Regions from separate parts of the Xenopus laevis genome. Here region 2 is linked to region 1. The links are chromatin contacts, called in public Hi-C maps. All regions are on one chromosome and are shown on one strand. The core of a region is the stretch at or near the end of the contact, and the rest is flanking DNA. Distances in the headings are between cores, read along the strand shown.

Region 1 (7,453 bases), core at 1,715-4,214:
TTCCATAATTCCTGTGCATTCAATTACTTTCACATTAAGCTTGTCATGAGACTGGGCGGATCAGTAGTACAAGAAAGTGTTTCTTAACTTTCAGTCTCATTTTTAAACAATGGGGAAACTATGGATGTAATTCTTCAGGTATGTCGTTTGCCTAAGATAATGACTTTGGTTTCTGTGCCCATGTCCTTTTTAGGATACTTTGCTTCTGAGTGGGACCCTGCCATCCAATAACAGCATCAGAATGGGGGCTTCAGGGCCAACTGGGGCTGCCACCTTAGGGGTCCGCACACATGAATCTTTTATCTCGTGGCAATTGGTCAGATTTTGGTCAGCAGGGCCCTGTGGTTTTTTTTTCTCAGTCCTGCCAACCCAGCCTGACCTCACTGTGACAAACATATGCATTGTCAGACCTGATTGGCCAAGCTTGTACTAGACCCCTACACTAAAGGTGGCCATACACGGGCAGATAAAGCTGCCGATATCGGTCGTTTGGACAGATTTGACAGCTTATCTGGCCGTGTATGGGGGCTTCCAAAGGGTCTTCCCGATCGATATCTGGCAACGATATCGATCGGGAAGGTTGGATTTTTACCCGACCGACCCGTCGGAGCCGCTTGGCGCATCGTAATTCTATCATTCGGACAAACGAGCGGATCTTTCAGTCTATGGCCACCTTAAAGGGATACAGAGGTGCAGAAGCAGTGTTAGGGTGATGTGCTTGTAGTCTTAGATAACAGCAAGTATATTGTATGTACCTATGTATATCTATTTATATAGCACAACTATGATAAGCAGTGCTTTAAAATTGTAGAATATAAAATAACACACACAGCAATATAATACATAAGTGTGAATATACAGAAATAATTGCCATGGAGACACATCAGGAAGGAGGTCCCTGCCCCATACAGCTTATAATCAAGATCTGTTGCAAAATTGGTGCATTCTTTGTGGTTGTAGTTGCCCTTAACTGTCTCCGCATTCCACCTTAAAGATATCTGAAAACTATTTCCAACTCCCAGAGGAACTTCCATGGAATCACGGCACAGGATTAAACAATTATCACGTGAGATTTGTGCAAGATAGAAGTGGCTACAGGATGGTGGAAGCCTTGCGATAATAATTAGGGAAGCCAAGCCCTCTGTGTGCTAATATGTTGTTGCATATTATCATTGTGACTCACAAATCACAAGTCTTTTATTTCGTACCATATTTGTAGATTCAAAGGAAGGGAACTAGGCCCCCTTGAGATAAGTGTTTAAAATGTGCCACCTAGTGTTGCCGTACAGTATTGTTATTTGTAATTCACTGGTAGCCTATGAAGGAAATGCCAGAAAAATGTACATTCTACCATTAATACCAGGTTGGAATCTGTATCTCATTCTCAGTACTAGAATATATACTGTCATATTATTGCTCACTTATAGGCAGTGGACAGTTATCCTTAATATCAATGAAAGGTGCGCTTTAAATGACACACAGGGCAGTCACTTAGAGGCACGTTTATCAAGGGTCGAATTTCAAATTCATGCTAGTTTTTTTTTTTTTTTTAACTCCCATAAACTCGAAATTCAACCAGTCGAATTGTATCAATAAAATCGAATTTTCTTAGCTTGGACAAATTGAATCGACCTGAAAACTAGAATCTAGTTCGATTTTAAATTAGAAAAACTCTAAGGGGCATATTTACTATTGGTAAATTAACCCTCGATATTCAACCCTCGAAGTTAAATCCTTAGGATTTACCGCATTTCCTTCAAACGAAGAAAAAATCCTTTGAATCGAACGATTAAATCCTTCGAATCAAACTATTCGAAGGATTTTAATCCATCGATCGAACGATTTTCCTTCGATCAAAAAAAAGCTAGGAAAGCCTATGGGGACCTTCCCCATAGGCTAACATTGGTGCTCGGTAGGTTTTAGGTGGCGAAGTTGGTGGTCAAAGTTTTTTTTAAAGAGACAGTACTTCAACTATCGAATGCTCGAATAGTCGAACGATTTTTAGTTCGAATCGTTCGATTCGAAGTAGCCAATTCGATGGTCAAAGTAGCCAAAAAAATACTTCGAAATTAGAAGTATTTTTTATTCTAATCCTTCACTCGAGCTAAGTAAATGTGCCCCTAATTTAATTAAAAAAACTCAATTTGAGTTTTTTTCCTCCTAAAAAAACCTCTAATGTCAGGAAGGCTGCAAACATCACCAAATTGATCCCTGGACCTCTCCTATTGACTTATACAGCAATTCTGCAGGTTTAAGGTGGCGAATAGCACTGCGTATCTTGACAGCGCTATATCATCATCATCATCATTTATTTATATAGCGCTGTCAAGATATGCAGTGCTTTGCTATATAAATAAATGATGATGAATAGTTGAAATTGAGTTCTTAAAGGGCCAGAGTATGATAAATCAAGTTTGGATAATTCACAATTGAATGAATTTGAGAGTTGACCCATAAAAAAAAAAAATCGAAAATTTGATTTTTCACTTTGACCCTTGTTAAATCTGCCCCTTAGTGATCAAGTCACTGGCTGAAGGCCTGGTTCCTACACACATTTCTGTCATATCCTTTTGTGAGTTTGGGCATGTCATATAATCCACCTCTGCCTTAGGCACAGAGCTATGCTGCCCAAATGTAACACTTGCTTCTAATTAGCGAATAGCCAGCCTTGCATTGTCATATTTTCCAACACAGACTGTAATGAGATCTGTTATATGCAGATTTTTAGTAAGAGAATGGAAGTATCAAGAAGGAAATACTGGAGTTCTTGGAGAAATGAAGACACAAAGTCCCAAACATTCTGGATAACAGATCCCATACCTGTATTTGACATGCAGAGTAATAACTGGCTGTACATACTCTGAGTTGGAATTTCAGGAATTTTGAAGTGTCCCGTTACATATAGTCAGCCACAAGTAAAAACATAAGGGTCTGGTTATAAGATGGGGATGTATCTCTGTGAGCTGAGGGGTTCCATAAAGAAAGCTAGCTGAAGTCAGAAAGCCCCATTAGTAGGGGTACTAGCCAATTTCCCCTTTGGGGGCCTGAGATTAAATGCACACAGTCCAGGATTCTAAAGAACGGGAAATGATATAGGTAATACTTCATATATGTTCTTAGGTAAAGAGAGCTGCATCAGCTTATAAACAATTGTGATGTATGACACCTACCACTGATACAAGAGGCCATTGCCTGACAGAGATAGAGGAAATACCTCACCAACACTTCCAAATCACTGGGTTAACCCGCCAGTATAATAATACACAATATAAGTGCACTATCATATGGCCAACTCACACAGCATGTCCCAATGGTATATTTGTTTGTTTACAGCATTTTCTCAACAATCACATTTTTGGGATAATGGCATGGGGAAGACAGATATTGCTCACTACAGCAATAACATTTACGAATATTCATAAAACTGCTGCAAATGTTTAATGTACAGTACGGTATATTGCAAAGTTGCTTAGAATTAAAATACCATTTTATATCTAGCTTTACTTACCTTTAAAATGATATGCTGTAAGTGTAAGTCCATACTGCATGCATTCTTGGGTGTGCAATGTCTGTTTTTCCGTAAAAAAAAACACCCCGTAGTAATGGAAAGCAGAAATAACATGCTGGTACAATGAAATCTAGATTTGGGAAATCAGGATATTGTCCATTTAGTGAAGAAGAGCCTAGTAGGTCAGAAAGGACACGTTTTACCATTATAGAAAGAAAACCATTATTGATATGATGCATCGAACAGGCTATAGATATATATATATATATATATACACACACACAAATAAATAAAAATAAAAATGTATCAAAAATAAATAAATAAATAAAAAAAAAAAAAAAAAATTATATATATATATATATATATATATATATATATATATATATTTGCAAGGTCTGAAATATCAGAATTCTGTATAATGTGTGTAACATAAAAACACCAAATCATACTGGGATTTCTGGTGCTGGAATTAATAATTCCAAATCTACCTATCTCTAGAACTGTATATAAAAAGCAACCAACAAATACAACTCTAAGATAAACATAGGAGGAATTAGTATGTAGTTCGGAGCTTAAATGAAGGAAGTTTGCCTTGTAATAAAATAATCAATGCCAGAAAGAGCTCTCAATATAAAGAAAGATGCAATAATATTTTTAATTTACTGAGTGATCTTTACCCAAATGTATCTCTGTACTCCTGACATAATTTGGTGAAAATCAACTGCCCTGTCTGTAGATGCAATGCTTGTATGTGGTGTCACACAATGTACACTCAGGTTGCACATATAATGCAGTTGTTTTGTTTGTATTGTGGTTTATTTCTCAGAAACAATAAGCATTCTTCAACTCACTCTGCAGCTTTGCTAAACCAAAGTCCATCATCAGTCACATTATATTCCGTAAACACAACACACTAAAACAAGCACTAACTAACAACTGCCTTCAGTAATTAATATAAATAACTTGATTTTGTGTTTAATATGCTTGTGCTGTAGCCTTCCAGGCATACGCACTAGCCAGGCTTTAATGGCATGCTTATTGGTGCCAGAATCCTAACAATGAAAGACTGTGCCCTCTGCAATTAAATGTAAATGCCCTCCCTCTATCATTATCCCAATTATAATAGTAACTCCCTGCTCTAAAATCTTTTTATGGCCTTCACAGGGGTGTAAACCTCTTTGCATTGAATGCCCATTGCTTATCACAACATATTTCCTTTTCAGTATTGCTATTCCATTTCAGTATTAGATGTGCCAGGGTAAGAATTTATTGAAGCAGAATCCAGAAGTGAACAAAATCCCCTTAACTAGTCACATTAAACCAAAGATTTTCAGATGGATTCTGAAACCCTTTTATGGCCCAAAATGACATTGAACCCGCTTCTATACACAGGTACGGAACCTGTTATCCAGAATGGTCAGGGCTTGGGGTTTTCTGGATAAAGGGTCTTTCTGTAATTTGGATTTCCTGACTTTAAAGTAAAAAGAAAATCATTTCAACAGTAATTAAACACAATAAGATTGGTTTGCCTCCAATAAGGATCTTAGTTTGGATCAAGCACAAGATAATGTTTTGTTATTACAGAGGAAAAATGTTTTAAAATTTGGAATTATTTGAGTATATGGGAGATGACCTTTCTGAAATTCGGAGCTTTCTGTATAACAGGTTTCCAGATAGCAGACTCCATACCTGCATTGTCATAAGTGTGAAAATCCACTCCCTTTGTCTCTCTTGATCAGGTGTGTATTCTATTGAGCTTGTGGTCAAATATTTAAGCTGTTCCCCGATCACAGTGAAAAAGGTTACAGGTTTTGCTATGCTAAAGGTGGCCATAGACGCACAATATCACACTACAAAATGTTTGTACAATATTCAGTGCGTGTATGGTGGGAGACAAGTCGACTGATATTGGCAGAAGACTTGAAAATCGGTTGGCTCGTCGATCGGGCTGGCCAGAAAATTTTGATGGGGTGCCTTTGGAGGCACCTGAACATCAGCCATAGTTAGTAGTGATATGCGGGTCGGGCTTTTCCTGACCAACATCCGCCCGCAACCCACCCTCCCACCACCCGCGCCCAACTACCGGATCTCCTTTATGGACTCACTCGCTGCCCCGCTGATGACGTAACAAAAGGGTTAGGGCGAGAGGCGTACGTCTATAAAAACTCAACCCGGAAGTTGGAAGCCGGCATTTGGAAGTTCACTCAACCCGCCTTTGATCCGGAAAAGAGCATGCGAGGTAAACCCGCGGGTCTCGCACATCACCAATAGTTAGTGCTGAATCAGATACAGGTAGAATTCTATTGTTGCTGTATAGGTATCTGAAGATTCAGCTCTACACATGTGTATTGAAACAAATGATCTCTCCAGTAAAGATCCTAATTGTTATGTCTATGGCCACCAGAAAAGAACCCTTTTTTTCTATCATAACATTGTCTTTGCATACTATTTATAATTTCATTTTATAAGTATTTGCCAGATGCTTTTACATTACCTTTCTTACCCCCCATGTTCCTCTATGAGGGGGCTTCCATATTTGTGCAGCAGGAGTCCGTTGGCATTAGAAACTCTAACTGACAGGTTGAGAAGGGACAATCAGGTTTAGGAACTTCAAGTAACAATTATTTCAAAAGAAGAATTATCAGTTCAGTATCACTTTCAAGTCCAGTGACATAAAAGACATTAAACAGGTTAAATAATATTAATACGATACTGCTCGAAGCTGGGTATAAAGTGCTTTTCAACAAGACACATATGGTGAACTTGCCCCCAGGCAATTCGATTCTGGAGTATATAACTTACTATTTTCAGTATTGCATGTGAATTTGAGGAAAAAAACCATATGAATCACTACTGGGAGTAATACCAGATATGCCAACCAGGGCTCAGATACGATTTCATCTTATTAGCAGCAAGACAACCCCTGGCCAAATCCTGGAAGCAGAAGACTCTCAATATCCCTAACGTAAAAGTGAATTTATATTGGATATCCGTCAATGAAAAGCTTAGTATAACCCAAGACACACATACTCAGTTTAAAAGAATTGGCAACCTTGGATTAAATATAGGTATGGAGACACACTACCATCTAATCCGGGTGTCCCGAACCCTTTTTGTTACCCGTGAGCCACATTCAAATGTTAAAAAAAGTTGGAGAGCAACATAATCATGCTAAAATTTCCCGGGGGGGGGGGGGGTACCAAATATGGCCTGTGATTGGCTATTGGTAGTCTCTATGTGGACTTTCAGCCTGCGGGAGGCTCTGTTTGGCAGCACACATGATTTTTATGTAACTAAAACTTGCCTTCAAGCTTGGAATTAAAAAAGAAGCACCTGCATCAAGGACACTGGGAGAAACTTCCAAGGGGTCAGAGAGCAACATGTTGCTCACGCGCCACTGGTTGGGAAATAATGATCTAATCTGTGGTCACTATAGATTTTAGAAAGAGGTTGGTCATTCTTTTATACATAGCATAGGCTATTTTTTTTTCTCTCCTTTCTTTGTCTTTTTTTTTTGTATTCCTTATGTTATCTGATAATTGTATAACTTTTGGCATTATTGTTAAACTCTGGATATGCTTTTAGATAACTACTGACCACTGATCTATAACAGATGTTAACATTTCCATATCTGAATGATTATCTGATGTTATCGTATAATATAGCAGTGTAACACAGTAAAGCTGCCCATATACATACCAATAATATCATACAATTATTTGTACATGTGTGGAGGATTATATGGAATCAACCAATCCACCCTGTGTGGTTTTTAACTGTGCGTACTTTTAAGGACAGAGTCCTGCACTGCTTTTTATTTATAGAGCAGTGTGTCTGTATGTGAATGAGCAACATGTTTTAATGTAACATTGAGTAAAGGTTTAAGTTTAAGGAACATTGTTGCAATCATTATCTGAACTGGTCAACTAGTAGAAACATGAGGAA
Region 2 (7,453 bases), core at 3,202-5,701, 97 kb before region 1:
GTCACTAGGTGTCACTGTACACACAAAAAATTACATACGTGGAATATTTGTGACATTTTCGTTATGTAATCCTTGCACAATTCTATGTTATAACATTCGGGGCTATGGAACGCAGGGCCACCTCCAGACTGGTGCTACTTGCATAATAAGTGTTGCTCCTAAGCAATGCAATTCTACACCTGTATCACAGCTAGGGTTTCCACCTTTTCTGGAAAAAAATACCGGCCTTCCTTTATATTTATCATTTTTCCCTATTTATAACATCGGAATCAACCATCATTTTTACCAGCCCTAATCACAGCTCTCTAATATGTATCACTCCAGCTATTAATGAACTGCAGCTCCCAGCATTCACAAAATGTCAAATGTTATCTAGGGGTGCTGGGAACTGTAGTTCGTCATCTAGAGCCACAGACTAGACAGCTTTGGGCTTTGTTATTATAATGCTATATAACCTATAATATATGTAATAATACTATATAACCTATGATAATACTATAATAAATACTATAAGTAATAACAACTCCATTTTTAGGTTTTTTAGCATGAGTGGGAGCTGTATCTTGGCAATATAATATAATAAAAGGTACAAAGGTCTAGTAACGCAACCAATCAATTTCAAAAGTTTATTTTAAAACAACTGACAAGGCATCTGCTTCAGAGGAGACTTTCAAATATCCTTAATTTGTGGCCTAGTCTGTTGATTTGCCCATCCTACTAAATTGTGATAGCCCTCCTCTTTGTTACATTCTCAGCAGGCGCTAATTCTGCATATGTCTTACACATATTTAAATACTATGTACTGAACAAAATGAAGGTAAGAGCTGGGTTTCATCTTGAGACTGCAAAGCGCATGGACCCACCCAGGTCCGGACTGAGAATTAAATTAGGCCCTGGCATTTTAGGTACACAGAGGCCCAATCAGCTCACACAGAGGCCAAGACAGCCCCCCCAGCCCACTAAATACAGACTTTCTATGGCAACTTATAGCAGCCCCTCTGGCATTTGCCAGAACCCACAGATTGCCAGTCCGGGCCTGGACCCACCCTACTTTTTTCCAGGTTAGTAAAAAGTCCAATAGAAGCAAATGGGTGATGAATGGTGGAGTAGCCTGGCTGATAATCAATGCACGTTTTCCCAACAAGAGTGGGCAAAAAAAAGTCCCTTCTGGCATCATCCTAAAGCTGGCCATACATCATAAGATTGTCTTATTTGGCATCCTCTTTGACTGATACGTCCTTCTTGATGCTCATAGGCTGGCACTCTATACAAGCCTATAAGCTACTGACTCTGTAAAGAAGGACCAAGTCAGCAGCTTTTATCTGCCCAAGTATGGCCACCTTTATGGACATGCCCCTGTGTACAAATTGCCTCCGTTCGCATTTTCCTGTGATTAATCCAGATTGCCGTGAGTACTAAGGTCATTGTTTTTTAACAATAAATAAAAAAAAATCTCGTATAAAACCATTGTGATGTGCTGATTGCAAACAATTAGCCAGTGTTTTGCCAGTCTTTATCACCTGATCAATACAACTATTAGATGCTAAGTCCAGACCTCAGCAAGATGAAAAATAGAGCTGCTGCTGCTGCCTCTTTTGTCAAATACTATTCTCTATGTGTAATTTTTAATGGTCTGGAACCCCCCGCCCCCCAAGACTGAAAAGTAATATAGGTCTCTATAAAAAGATATTGCATAAAACAGCTCATGTGTAAAACCCTGCTTCATGTAAATAAAGCTTTCATAATAATTTACTATGTAGTAGTATGTGCCATCGGGTAATCCTAAATAGAAAATTTCCGTTTTAAAAAAGAAGGGCTGCCTCCCTGCCACCATAGCTGCAATTATTATCTGATTGTTGGCCCGAGGCAGAATGATTGGAATCAGCCGATATTACCCATCTTAAAGAGCACCTGTTGGGTAAAAATGTAATACGCAACCAAAGGTTTGGGCTAATAGAGCCCGCATTCCGAGTGCGGGATAACAGAAGTTTTTAAATAAAAAAAAAGCCCCTGTCAGCGCTAGACTACCCGTACCGTCCCGGTGCGAGCAGCCATTTCCTGTCACTCGCATGCGCATAATGAAAAGCTGCCCCAAATTGCTCATTATGCGCATGCGCGTGACATCACATACCCGTTATGCGCATGCGAGTGATTGGACATGGCTGGTCATGCCACGAGCTCCTTCCTGATACAGGTAGCCTAGAGCTGGTGGGGGGGCATTTTTAAAAAAAAAAAACAAAAAAAAAAACTACTGTTAACCCCAACGGGAATGCGGGCTCTATTAGCCCGCACCTTTGGTTGCGAATAACATTTTGTACCCGACAGGTGCCCTTTAAAGCACCATATTGGTTAACGATTGGTTAATTTGCTGACCTCAGGGTCAGACTGTAGCCATAGGGGCCCACCGGGTCTGCAAAACAGGGGCCCTCCTTGCAGTTCCCGGGGGGCCCCTCTCAACTGCAAAACTCACGACGCCCGTATGTGCGAAAACGACACGCATACGTAAAAGACACGCCAGTGGGGGCGCTGCCACCTGAGGCGAGAGCCTCAGCTCTCCTCATTGGTGAAGCGTCCCTGGCAGCGGTGCCGGATGTCCATATGGGGCAGCAGGCCTGGGCCGAACCTGGCTGACCTCACCAAACAAGACGACCTTATGATACATGGCCAGCTCTAGTCTTGACTTATTTTTGGATTTGAGTTGCATAGAGAATGTAAAGATTCTCTCCAAAGGAAGAGGACCCGAATAGCTGAAGATGACCTGAGGAAATCTGAAGAGGACTCGAAAAAATTCGAAGATGGCGCCCACAAGCTCCACTGCACTGCACTGTTAGGTGGGAAAATTTTACAGACATTTTCAGACCTATTGAATTCTGCGAGGGGAAGCAGGGAGGGGGGACTATCTTGATTACTAGGTAGGGGCTTTTTTAATTTTTGGGTTGAGTTTCTTGGCTATTTACTGTACATCACAACCATTGCACAGAGCTGGAATGCCATGTAAACATAGGTGCTTCAAACCTCACAAACGAAGTGGCTGAATGGAAGCAAATCTCACCAACAACGCTCCAACACCTAGTTGAAAGCCTTCTCGGAAGAGATGGGGCTGTTATAGCAGAAAAGGGAGAACCAGAGTCATGTGTTTAGAACACAATGTTGGATAGGCAGGTGCCTGATTATTTGTCCATTTAACCTATGTCTGACTCTTTCTGTAGTTTCAGATGTAAGTAATGCCCCACTTGCAAACAGTGTAATGCCGAGGGAGAGGTCTGCATATTCAATAGAGCAATGCAGCATGAGGAAAAGGGGTCAGACAATACATGGGGACAACATTAACATTATAAGAAAGAACAGGGATCATTAGAAATATCAGGGACAGTTCTAATAAATGCACATTTGCAGGCAGCCCTGATTGCACTTTGCTTGTATTTAATGGGGTTGTTCACCTTTAAATTAACTTTAACAGTACAGGAGGAGTGGGAAGAAGAACATGGGTATAAACTGTGCCAGTCAGTATTAAGAGAAAGAAGATCAGGGGAGAATATTGGGAAGAACTGAGGTACACACAGCACAAGGGGCAGTTCTGTAGGATGAGGATATGGGGAGCAGTATCAAGGCTGTACAGTAGAAAGAGAAATTTGGAATAGGGGGGTGTGCTGAGGCTACAGTGTAGTAAGGGGGGACTAGATTACAGTGGATAGGAAAACAAAGAGAGGCACAAATTGGGGCAGTGATTTATACTGGGGCAATACATCAGATAGATGCAGGGAGGTATTTTGGGGTAGTACAAAACAGGTGGGATGTAGATTGTGACTGGACAATGGGAGGGACAGAAGTGCATCTGGGGAGCAGAGTAAGGAGAGGGGGCACAGGTACAGCACTTTAGAGTAAGGAGAGGGGACACAGGTACAGCACTTTAGAGTAAGGAGAGGGGACACAGGTACAGCACTTTAGAGTAAGGAGAGGGGACATTACTTGTAGGTGGGGCACGTGGGCCAGAGGGCGGAGATAGGGGCAGTAAGAGTGGGAGGGGCGGGGGAGTATGATACAATGGGGAAGGGACAAACAGCAGTTAGAGCTGGGGCAGGACACTACTAGGGGAGGTACGAGTCAGACAATACAGTATTACTGAGTTAATATCGAGGAGGAGGAGGAACTTGTGGGGCAGAAAATTGAAAATGAACATAAAAATGGGCGGGACGAGTCTCTATAAGGCAGGACAGGGGCCAGTACTTCACTCATTAGGGCAGTACAGTAGGGGGAGGGGCAGTACGGTAGGGGGAGGGACTCGGAGGGCAGAGGCCGTTCCATTGACGGGAGAGGGGTGTAGAAGCCACAAGGAGCCGGAGTGCAGGGGCGGCCCGGGGAGGAGCCATGAGTTCTGGCAGCATTTGGATGACTTGTTTCCTTTGCTCATATTAGATGGTCGCAGACATAACGGGTCCTGCTCCGAGACCCCATCTTTACGGCCGGCCCGGGTGCCTCACCTCCCGCTCCAGATTCCCCGTCCCGGCTCGGAGCTGATCATGGCGCTGCCGGCCCGAGCCCTCTATGACTTTCGAGCGGAGAACCCGGGGGAGGTGTCGCTGCGGGAGTCCGAGGTGCTGAGTCTGTGCAGCGAGCAGGACATAGACGGCTGGCTGGAAGGGGTGAACAGCCGGGGGGAGCGCGGACTCTTTCCTGCCTCTTACGTGGAAGTTCTCTGTGGGGAACCCTCCGGCCCGCCGCCGCCTCCCCCTCCGGCGCTGGGAGATTCTCGTTACGCCAATTTGCCCACGGGAGGCTACGAACCGGCCCAGCCCTTCCAGAGCGTCGCTGCCCCGCACTTGGGCCTCGCCTTCCAGCCCCGGGCGCCCTCCCTCGGTTACCAGACCAGCCAACCCAGCGACGATGACTGGGACGACGAATGGGACGACAGTAGCTCCACTGCGGCCGATGAACCGGCGGGTCAGCCCGCTGGCAGTTATTCCGCCGGTTACCATGACTACGAGAACTCCGGCAGCAGCAGATTCCGCTTATCCACCCGCTCCGACCTGCCGCCCGGCCCTTACTCCACCTCCGCCTCCATCGCCTCCTCACAAGCCGCGGGCAAAGGCTCCGCTACGGTCGGCCGCAACCTCAACCGCTTCTCGGCCTTCGTGAAGAGCGGCGGGGAGGCTTTCGTGCTGGGGGAGGCGGCGGGGTTCGTGCGTGACGGGGACAAACTGTGTCTGGTGCAGGGGCCCGACGGGCCGGAGTGGCAGGAGAATCCCTACCCGTTCCGCTGTAACATAGACGAGCCCACCAAGCAGACCAAGTTCAAGGGGATGAAGAGTTACATCTCGTACCGACTCCTCCCCAGTCACACGGGCCTGCAGGTTCACCGCCGCTACAAACACTTCGACTGGCTCTACGCGCGCCTCCTCTACAAGTTCCCCGTTATCTCGGTGCCGCGCATCCCGGAGAAACAGGCCACGGGGAGGTTCGAGGAGGATTTTATCTCCAAGCGCAGGAAGGGGCTGGTGTGGTGGATGGATCACATGTGCAGTCACCCGGTGCTGGCGCGATGCGACGCCTTCCAGCACTTCCTCACCTGCACCGACGACAAGGCCTGGAAACAGGGGAAGAGAAAGTGCGAGCGGGACGACATGGTGGGGGCCAACTTCTTCCTCACCCTCAGCCTCTCCCCGGGCTCCCCTGTCCTCGACCCGCACGATGTGGACGGCCGGCTGGACGGATTCAAAGCGTTCACTAAGCGCATGGATGAGGGGGTCCTGCTGCTCAGTCAGACCGCGGGCGAGTTCGCGCGCAAACAGGCGTCCGGCTTCAAGAAGGAGTATCAGAAGGTGGGACTGGCTGTGAAGGGACTGGGACAGGCCTTTGAGATCGATCAGATGGCTTTCTCCGCCGGATTCAACCGGGCAATGGCTTTTACCGGGGAAGCCTATGAGGCTATTGGGGAGATGTTCGCCGAGCAGCCCCGGCAGGACTTGGACCCCATCATGGACTTGTTGTCTGTATATCAGGGACACCTCGCCAACTTCCCCGACATCATCCACATGCAGAGAGGTAAGAGATCAGCTCCTCTAACTGGGGTTAAGGGCGGGGCATGTCACCCACAATCTGCAACTGTCACCCCCCAGTCTGCCACTGTCACCCCCCGGTCTGTCACCCCTCAGTCTGCCACTGTCACCCCTCAGTCTGTCACCCCTCAGTCTGCCACTGTCACCCCCCAGTCTGTCACCCCTCAGTCTGCCACTGTCACCCCTCAGTCTGCCTCTGTCACCCCCCAGTCTGCCTCTGTCACCCCCAGTCTGCCTCTGTCACCCCTCAGTCTGCCACTGTCACCCCCCAGTCTGCCTCTGTCACCCCCAGTCTGCCTCTGTCACCCCCCAGTCTGCCTCTGTCACCCCCCAGTCTGCCTCTGTCACCCCCCAGTCTGCCTCTGTCACCCCCCAGTCTGCCTCTGTCACCCCCCAGTCTGCCTCTGTCACCCCTCAGTCTGCCTCTGTCACCCCTCAGTCTGCCTCTGTCACCCCCCAGTCTGCCTCTGTCACCCCCCAGTCTGCCTCTGTCACCCCCAGTCTGCCTCTGTCACCCCCCAGTCTGCCTCTGTCACCCCCAGTCTGCCTCTGTCACCCCCCAGTCTGCCTCTGTCACCCCCCAGTCTGCCTCTGTCACCCCCCAGTCTGCCTCTGTCACCCCCCAGTCTGCCTCTGTCACCCCTCAGTCTGCAAATGTCACCCCTCAGTCTGCAAATGTCACCCCATGAATGACACGCAGACACTAGCCCAGGGGTCCCCAACCTTTTTTACTCCCACATTTAAATGTAAAAAGAGTTGCAGAGCAACACAAGCAAGAGAAAGTCCATGGGGATGTCAGATAAGGACTGTGATATTGGGAGCCCCTGTGTAGACTACAGGAGACTCTGTTTGGCAGTACACCTGGTTTTTATACAACCAAAACTTGCCTCCAAGCCTGCAATTCAAAAAAAAGCAGCTGTTTTGAGGCCACTGGGAGCAACATCAAAGCTGTTGGTGAGTGACAAGGTGCTCATGAGCTATTGGTTGGGGATCACTGCTCTAGCCAATCACCTGGGGCTGCAGTCTGCTAGAGAGATGTTTGCCCATTTAATATACCTGTGACTCTTTAGACTCTTTAGCAGGCCTGCTTGGTGACCTGCAGTTCAGGTAGCAGTAGATTTCTGGTGTCGTAGGCCCACAGGTCCCTGAAAAAAAACAAACAACAAAAATGATTTCCTGCCCAGGCTCAATACTCTAGTCTAGGCCATTCCACCTGGAGGCCCTTGTGCCAGATATGGTGCCATGAAAGTCCTTTTCATGATGCCGAGTCTGCTCAATGGCTGTATAAATTCTTTGAATTACCTAATTTAAAAAAAAATGTAACAACTTCATATCTCATTGGCTAACAACTTCATATCTCTCATTGGATAACAACTTCATATCTCTCATTGGCTAAC

Evidence for each region. A called contact is a pair of places that touch in the nucleus more often than the background predicts.
Region 2: a Hi-C map of the XL177 cell line shows a contact between it and region 1, with 3 times the contacts expected there. The contact joins the promoter of snx18.L here to the enhancer-like site in region 1. A contact is called at or near these places in 2 of 4 Hi-C or Micro-C datasets (the XL177 cell line and the XTC cell line).

Annotation. Positions count from the first base shown.
Region 1 is chr1L:209,146,457-209,153,909 of Xenopus_laevis_v10.1, reverse strand. No RefSeq gene overlaps it. Among protein-coding and RNA genes, the nearest start is that of cspg4b.L, 43 kb to the right of the region's middle. Within about 2 kb of position 2,964, at least 1 of the 7 cell types and tissues checked has an H3K27ac peak or open chromatin away from gene starts, as enhancers often do.
Region 2 is chr1L:209,245,158-209,252,610 of Xenopus_laevis_v10.1, reverse strand. It overlaps snx18.L (sorting nexin 18 L homeolog), which reads left to right and starts at 4,451. Exons shown (of 3, transcript NM_001093350.1): 1 at 4,451-6,042. The coding sequence starts at 4,521.